Linked DNA regions of Triticum aestivum: region 1 is linked to region 2. A link is a contact called in public Hi-C data. All regions are on one chromosome and are shown on one strand. The core of a region is the stretch at or near the end of the contact, and the rest is flanking DNA. Distances in the headings are between cores, read along the strand shown. Region 1 overlaps LOC123060345 (a long non-coding RNA gene). Region 2 holds the start of LOC123060342 (cytochrome P450 90D2).

The links. A called contact is a pair of places that touch in the nucleus more often than the background predicts.
Region 1: a contact with region 2 is called in a Hi-C map of leaf, with 5 times the contacts expected there. The contact joins the enhancer-like site here to the promoter of LOC123060342 in region 2. A contact is called at or near these places in 4 of 5 Hi-C or Micro-C datasets (leaf, root and an unstated tissue) and 1 of 1 datasets of contacts at active chromatin or transcription factors (leaf).

What each region holds. Positions count from the first base shown.
Region 1 is chr3A:67,665,416-67,669,373 of IWGSC CS RefSeq v2.1, forward strand. LOC123060345 (a long non-coding RNA gene) reads right to left here. Exons shown (of 3, transcript XR_006427905.1): 3 at 3,382-3,872. Among protein-coding and RNA genes, the nearest start is that of LOC123060345, 3.6 kb to the right of the region's middle. Within about 2 kb of position 2,211, at least 1 of the 8 cell types and tissues checked has an H3K27ac peak or open chromatin away from gene starts, as enhancers often do. A contact at or near this core is called in leaf, where this site is marked.
Region 2 is chr3A:67,532,140-67,535,748 of IWGSC CS RefSeq v2.1, forward strand. LOC123060342 (cytochrome P450 90D2) reads right to left here and starts at 1,276. Exons shown (of 8, transcript XM_044483023.1): 1 at 811-1,276; 2 at 304-640. The coding sequence starts at 1,052.

The sequences.
Region 1 (3,958 bases), core at 961-3,460, 130 kb after region 2:
TATAGTTATACCATAGAACGATTGTTCTACACTTTTGGTTCAAAAAAAATTTAGTTTAAACAACTCCAGATGGCTAACACAGAGGTCCACAAACAACTGCATGAGATCCTCCTTGATTATATCCTAGAAGTTCATAGAGAACTTCAGCCGGGCAACCATCACGACTTATGCTTAATCTTGATTTCAGGAAAGCATTAGACAGGTGGATTGGGTGTTTCTGCTTTCGGCAGGCTATGGCGGGCGTGAATCTACGGCATTCTAGCTTCGGCTTCAACAACAATGATCGCCAATGGCATACCTGGCAAGGTCATCGACAACAGACGAGGTTTGCGTGAGGAGATCCCCTCTTTGGAGAGACAAAACAATTGTTTTGCCCATCTCCACAGATGCTCTGCCCAGTAGAACAGAGCCAAGCTACAGGAATCAATTGACGTAAGATTTTTTTTAAATGAAGGAGGACCCCCGGCTTCTGCATCTGAACGATACATGCAACCACTTTATTAATTGACGTAAGAAACAGAGAAACTAAATTTTATCCATGTCGATAGATTATAGATTTCAGCTGTTGCTCATAGCTCCACACAAAATAGTGAAAAGAATCCCCAACGCAAAAGCGTGATGCGCAATCATGGACGCCACTATAGCTTGGTGCATATGCGATTCGATTTGATTAGCAACTGGTTGCATCTTTGAACTTGCATTAGGAAAAGTAAACGAAAGCTAAGACGACCCCATGAAGAATCTGGTCGTGCAATAAACATTACCCCTTACTAGATAAAAAGAAGCGCCAAGTTGTAAATAAACGAAGCTGTTGGTCTGAATCATTGCGCACTTTGATTCAAGTCCTTTCGGCCGGATTTAAAAAAAAATACTTTAAGTATGCTTGAATACCTGCACTTCAGCTAATCCAGAGATTTTTTTTCTAAAATATGTTGATACATATACTTCCAAACTCCCTTTTCGAAAACGTACTTCCATACTAGCACTACCTAAAATGCATCTGCTTGTGTCTAAATTCAGAAGAGCGGTGTGGCACAAGAATTTGAAGCTAGGCGGCTTGGAGTCATGATCACCACTCCAGCAAGTGGTGCTCCTGCTGACCGTTCTGCTCAGTTTGTTGCTGCATGATCTAACCAGAAGGCAGGACCCGCCAGTAGCCCCAGAATGACAATAATCATTTAGGCAGCTGATACTGATCAATCATACTCTCTCCGTTCAAAAATACTTGTTATCAAAATGAACAAAAGGGGATGTATTTAGAAGTATTTTAGTTCTAGATACATCCTTTTCTATCCATTTTGATGACAAGTATTTTCGGACGGAGGGAATAGTAGTTATTAAACCCCACTACACGATGCACGTAGCTGGATTTCGATTGCAACAGCTTTCGTCTTGTCTTGGTGGCTTTTTTGGCACACATCACTAACTCATTTCTGCAACGAAAACAACGTTCTTGTACCATCTGCCGATACATGCTTCCGTGTAGCTCGAATGCAGGCGCGCAACCACCTCTCTACGGCTTCTAATGGATTTCCGGTGAAAGCCACACTCGAGCGAAGCGCTGGGTCCGTACACTCTCAGTGTCTTGGGAAATTCATGTCTAAATTCTAAAAAGTAGCCTACACACGGAGAAGTTTTGACAACCCAAAACCCTCAATTTCGAATGTGTTCGCCTGACGGTGCCTTGTTAACTTGATCTTTTTGGCCATTTTTCGAATCTATGCGCTGCATTTGCCGTGCTCATACAAGATCACTACATTGTACTGTATGTGTGAAGGATAGCACCTTCACCGGTACTCCATCCGTATCAAAATATAAGACTTTTTTTAACACTAAAACGTCTTATACTTTGATAGGGGGGAGTAAAACTCTAGTTTCATCGCTGACTCCCGGGGGTCGCACGGACTCAAGTACCCCGGATAAACAACCAAATAAACAAGAACAAGATGGCATCACATCATCACGAAAGAGAGCGATGGATGAATGAGGTTGATGACCCAGCAACAACATGAGCAAGAGAAGAGGGAGGCAGCGACAGCAAGGGCGAGAACGACGACGACAGTGGTACGAGCACCGCACGGCCGGCCACACCAATAACAACTGGACGCGCCAAGAGCTGCACGTCGTCGCCGGCCGCTGGTACCGGGCCTGCCGGTACCACACGCACTACGCACATGCCCGCAGCCAATCTGCTGAGCACGTGCACTCCTCCCGTTCCGGCACCTCGTCGCCATCGGATTGGCAAGCGCACGCACCATGTGGACGTACGGTACGAAGAGTACTGCTCTTTGCTACCGGCGAGATTCTACGGACGAGTCAAGGAGAGCCGAAAGCGAGATCCTCTGGGCCGCCCGTGCAACGTGTCGCGGCCATCATGGTTGCAATCGTGGTTCGGTTGGTTTTCTGTTGGTTTTGTATAGGATTGTTAGGATTCATTTGCACCAGATTTTATAGCAAAATTTTCATCCCTCCAACATTATGCGCGAACATCCTATGTTTTTGTACAATCATATAGATGACATGACACGCTATTCTCATGTTCTTCTATTCATGCATTTGAGAGATTCTACAAATCAAAGAGGCCCTCTGATAGTGGAGAAACAAACGATCCTCCCGGTGTCCATATCATGCGATGCACAATTGCACAGGCCAAACCATATGTGGGAGCGTGTAGCTCATGACACGAGATGGAGAACATCTTTGGTTCTCCACGATGAGGAAAACGTGTGCATCTCGGGGGTGCACTGTACGATGAGCAGTTCACAGCACCCGGAGACGCAAATTACGACCCCAACTCTCCCGGCCGCGGGCCACGGTAACGCATGCCAACAACAACCCTTTCAGATCGGGCCGAGATAAAATACACGTTAAGAACGAGCTTTCGCATGGATTCCTTGGGGACGGCGCGGCATCAGGCAATGATGCGATGCGATGCGACCCAACCCAAAACCCCACGCCACCAGAATGATTCACCTCACGCTCCAATCGCTTGCTTGACTAGTCTCATGATCAACGTGTGCGCCCCTCCCGTTCCATTGTTTTCCTAGGTTGTTAGCTCTGCATCTATCATTTGATGGGCGAGCACAGCCACGCACTAATTGTGTGACTTCTGTAGGGTCACAGGATTAGTCGTCCCCATTCATTTGTCGGTCGGACGACCTTGAGGAAATATCAGTCCCCATTCACTTGTCAGCAATCTCAGCCTGATCTAGCTACAACTGAACTTCATATTAGCCTAGGTAAATATGTGGGACCCTGTACTTAGCATTTAGCAAGCAGGTATGGGGGTATAGAACAAGGCAACGGCCAAAGAGAACGGAGCTTGCGTGCGTGTTGGCTGGGTTTTCCGTTGATTATAGCCAAATCCATGAGCCAAACACATGTATAGAAAAATCATATGCTTTGAACCTTGTGTGTTAGTTTTTGCATCTGGTATTATGCTTTACTAGATAGCAAATCCCCCCTTTTCAGATCTTTCAGTATTGAGTTCCTTTCCAATTCATATCTCCGGAAAGTAGCCAAGATGCGATATTCATACGAAAGAACTGAAAACTAGAAACAAGCCACTGACTTCTTGCCTGAATTTGAAGCCGACTGATGAGGCTGCATAAGACCACTTTGCTGAGGAAGCATCACAGCAATTGCTGGTAGCGCGGGCCTTCAAATTCAATATGCATCAGCCACTTGACAGCAAAAGATATGAGAAATTAAAGCTTTGCTTCATGCACACAGCAACACTCCATTCTTGCTGTGGCCCATCTATGCATTGCACGCCGATCATCATTATCGTTTGCCAAGAACTTGCAGGCCAAAGCGATGGCGAGTGCCATCTTCATTATCACCCCAACAATCCTTTGAATATTAGCTAAGCCCTAACAAACAGAGCAAGCTAGTGAGCTACCAATAAAGAAAGGAATCAAGCGATTATGAAATGTCAGCTGCCGATTCGACAACGACC
Region 2 (3,609 bases), core at 26-2,525:
CCCACCCCCTTTCGGGCCGGGCTTCCCCTTCCATGTGGTGACACGGCGCCCGCACGTGTGCACGCCGGTGCGCGCGCCATACGACCGCTACTTGTAGTAATCCAATCCAATCCATCCCGATTCTTTCTTTCCTTCCTCTCTGACGCACGTACGCACACGTCGTCCTACCTAGAGCCTAGACTCGCTCGCCCTCGCCGTCGTGCTACAAATCGAGCTATCAATCGACCGATCGGGAGGCGGTGGTACGATGAGATGAGAAAATGGATGGATGGAGGGAGATGGTGTGTAGGCAGGGGGACGTACCGTCTTGGCGTGGTCCTGGATGCGGAGGCGGGCGCCGGGGCCCTGGTGGCGCCAGGAGGCGAGCGCCGGGGCGAGGAGGCGCTGCATGTCGGCGGTGACCTGCGCCTTGAGCTGCGGCGACTTGAAGAAGGCGCCGACGAGGCCGTGGACGCGCCGCTGCAGGCCGCCGTTGATGACGAGGATGGAGGACTTGCCCATGAGCTCCGTCAGCGACCGCGGGTACCACGGCACGAACGACCGCGCGTCGCTCTGCAGCACGAACCGGTTCACCTCCGCGTCCGCCGTCACCACCGTCGCCGACCCGAACAGGTGCGACCGGAACACCGCGCTGCCGTACCTGCATGCACGCGCCCACGGCCCGCGTCAGTACAGTACCACGCACGTGCATGCGCGCGCGCTGCCATGCCATGCCATGCCATGGCATCGATGGGTGGACGGATGGTGCCACGCGCACGCGTGCCGCCACTGTGCTGCGCCAGGGAAAAGAGACGGCTTAATTTCACTCACCGGAGGCGGCGCTTGTCGACGAACGCCTCGGGGCGCGGGGAGTAGGAGCAGGAGACGAAGTCCAGCGTCTCGCCGACGACCGGCCACCCGAAGCTGCCGGGAGGGAGCTGCGCCCCCGTCTTCATCGCCCGCCTCCTCGGCCTCGCCACGGCCGGGAGCAGCCTGAAGCACAGCAGCCACGCGGCGGCCAGCAGGGCCCCGGCGGCCGCGCACGTCGACGGCGCCGGCCAGGAAACGGACATCGCCGGAGGCAATTGCTGTCACACCGTGTCTGTGTGCGCGCGTGTCTGCGACTATCCTTGCACCGCCCGGCCGGCCGCTTACTTCTGATGGTGCGGTGCGGTGCGGTGGAGTGGAGGTGGAGATACGCGACTACGAGAGGACGAGGGGTTCCGAGGGGAGGAGCACCTATATGTAGGCGGCGAGTGGGGAGGAATGGAAAGAATTGGCAGCAGCCGAGCGCAAAAGGTACGGGCGGGGGCGAGGGGAGAGATTTTCCGAATATAAGCAATTGGGGAGGGGATTGAGATTTCGTAGTACTAAATCAAATCTTACATTAAGATTTTCTGAATATAAGCAATTGGGGAGGGGATTGAGATTTCGTAGTACTAAATCAAATCTTACATTTAAGATTTTCTGAATATGTTTTCTCTTTTTGCGTAGCCCCCAACATCTATCAAATCATTGTGTATCGTGGCACAGTGCTGGTACTACTACGGACGGAGGACTGGCTAGATATATCTTCCTTCGCTATGTTTGTGTGTTTCCTTCTCTGTGTCCGGGGTCCGGAAGATTGTGAGCCCCGAGCGGAACCAACCGATGCTGGTGATGACTGATGCCTGATGCGGGGCCCAACAAGGATATCTCTACTATTAAAACCCCCTCCGTTCATAAACATTTGTCTTTCTAGACATTTCAACAAATGACTACATATGAAGCAAAATGAGTGAATCTACATTAAAAATATGTCTACATACATCCGTATGTTGTAACCATTTGAAATGTCTAGAAAGACAAATATTTAGAAAACGGAGGGAGTATTAATTAGTACTATTAATTAATTAATTACTAATTTTAAAAGATATATACAATTAATTAATAATTAATAACCACTAACCTAAAAAAGATCTCTACTATTAAATCACTACTATTATTTCCCCGCAAAATGTTTTCTTTGCATCTTTTATTTCGCATTTACTCGAGATCTATTTATCCAATCTATCACAATTTTATCTCGTCAACTTGCCAATTTCCTACGTCGTTACCCGGAAGAGGGATTGACAACCCCTCATAAGCGTCGGGTTGCAAGTATTTGTTCTTTGTGTGCAGGTACCGTTTACATAGTGTTGCTTGGTTCTCCTACTAGATTGATACCTTGGTTTCATAACTGAGGAAAATACCTATCACAGTTGTGCTGCATCATCCCTTCCTCTTTGAGGAAATACCGACATAGTTCAAGCGACATGAGTACATACCCTCAGCCCCGAGGGTGAACTACTCCCTCCTCATCATGGAGACCGCTGGGATGATGAAGATGGCCTCCGGTGATGATTTTCCCCTCCGGCAAGGTGCTGGAACGGGGTCCCGATTGGTTTTTTGTGGCTTCGAAGGCTTGCGACGGCGAAACTTCTCATCTAGGGTTCTTTTTGGGAGTTTTGGTATTTATAGAAATTTTTTGGTGTCGGTATCATGTCAAGGGGGTGCCCGAGGGGCCCAGAAGCCGGGGGGCACGCCCTAGGGGGTGGGCTCGCCCCTAGGCTTGTGGCCTCCTCAGTCACTTCCTGGCCTAGCTTCGCTGCTTCAGGGGTCTCTTTTGGTCCATAAAAAATCACCATAAATTTTCAGTCCATTCCGAGAACTTTTATTTCTGCACAAAAAACGACATATAGTACTTCTACTGAAAACAACGTCAGTCCGGTTTAATTCTAATCAAATCATACCAAAACCATATAAAATTGTTGTAAACATGGCATGAATACTTCATAAATTATAGATACGTTGGAGACATATCAATGTAGTCTTCTCTTAACTCTTTTATGCATGATTATTGTAGCTTTGTATTTCTCTTCGATCTATTGATTTGGTTTGGCCAACTAGATTGATTTTTATTGCAATGAGAGAGGTGCTTTATGATGGGTTCAATCTTGCAGTGATCTATATCCCGATGACAGAAAGGGACAAGACACATATTTGTATTGTTGCCATTAGGGATAAAAAGATGGGGTTTATTTATGCATGAGTTTACTTTGTCTACATCATGTCATCTTGCTTAAGGCGTTACTCCATTCTTTATGAACTTAATATTATAGATGCATGGTGGATAGCGATCGATGTGTGGATTAATAGTAGTAGATGCAAGCAAGAGTCCGTCTACTTGTTTCGGACGTAATGCCTATATACATGATTAGTGCCTTGGATATCGTCATGATTATTCGCTTTTCTAACAATTGCCCAATAGTAGTTTGTTTACCCATCGTATGCTATTTCCAAGAGAGAAGCCTCTAGTGAAAACTATGGCCTTCGGTAATACTTTTATCATATATTAAAATACAAAAATACCTTGCTGCAATTTTTCTTTACTTTATTTCATTTTGCGTTTTATTTATCTATCTACCATTATAAGATTTCATCTTTGCAAATAACCACTGAGATTGACAACTCCTTGTTCGTGTTGGGTGCAAGTATTTGTTATTTTGTGTACATGTACTGCTAATGAGGTGTTGCTTGGTTCTCCTACTTGATTGGTAATCTTGGTTCTTAACTAAGGTAAATACTTATCTCTACGGTACTGCATCATCC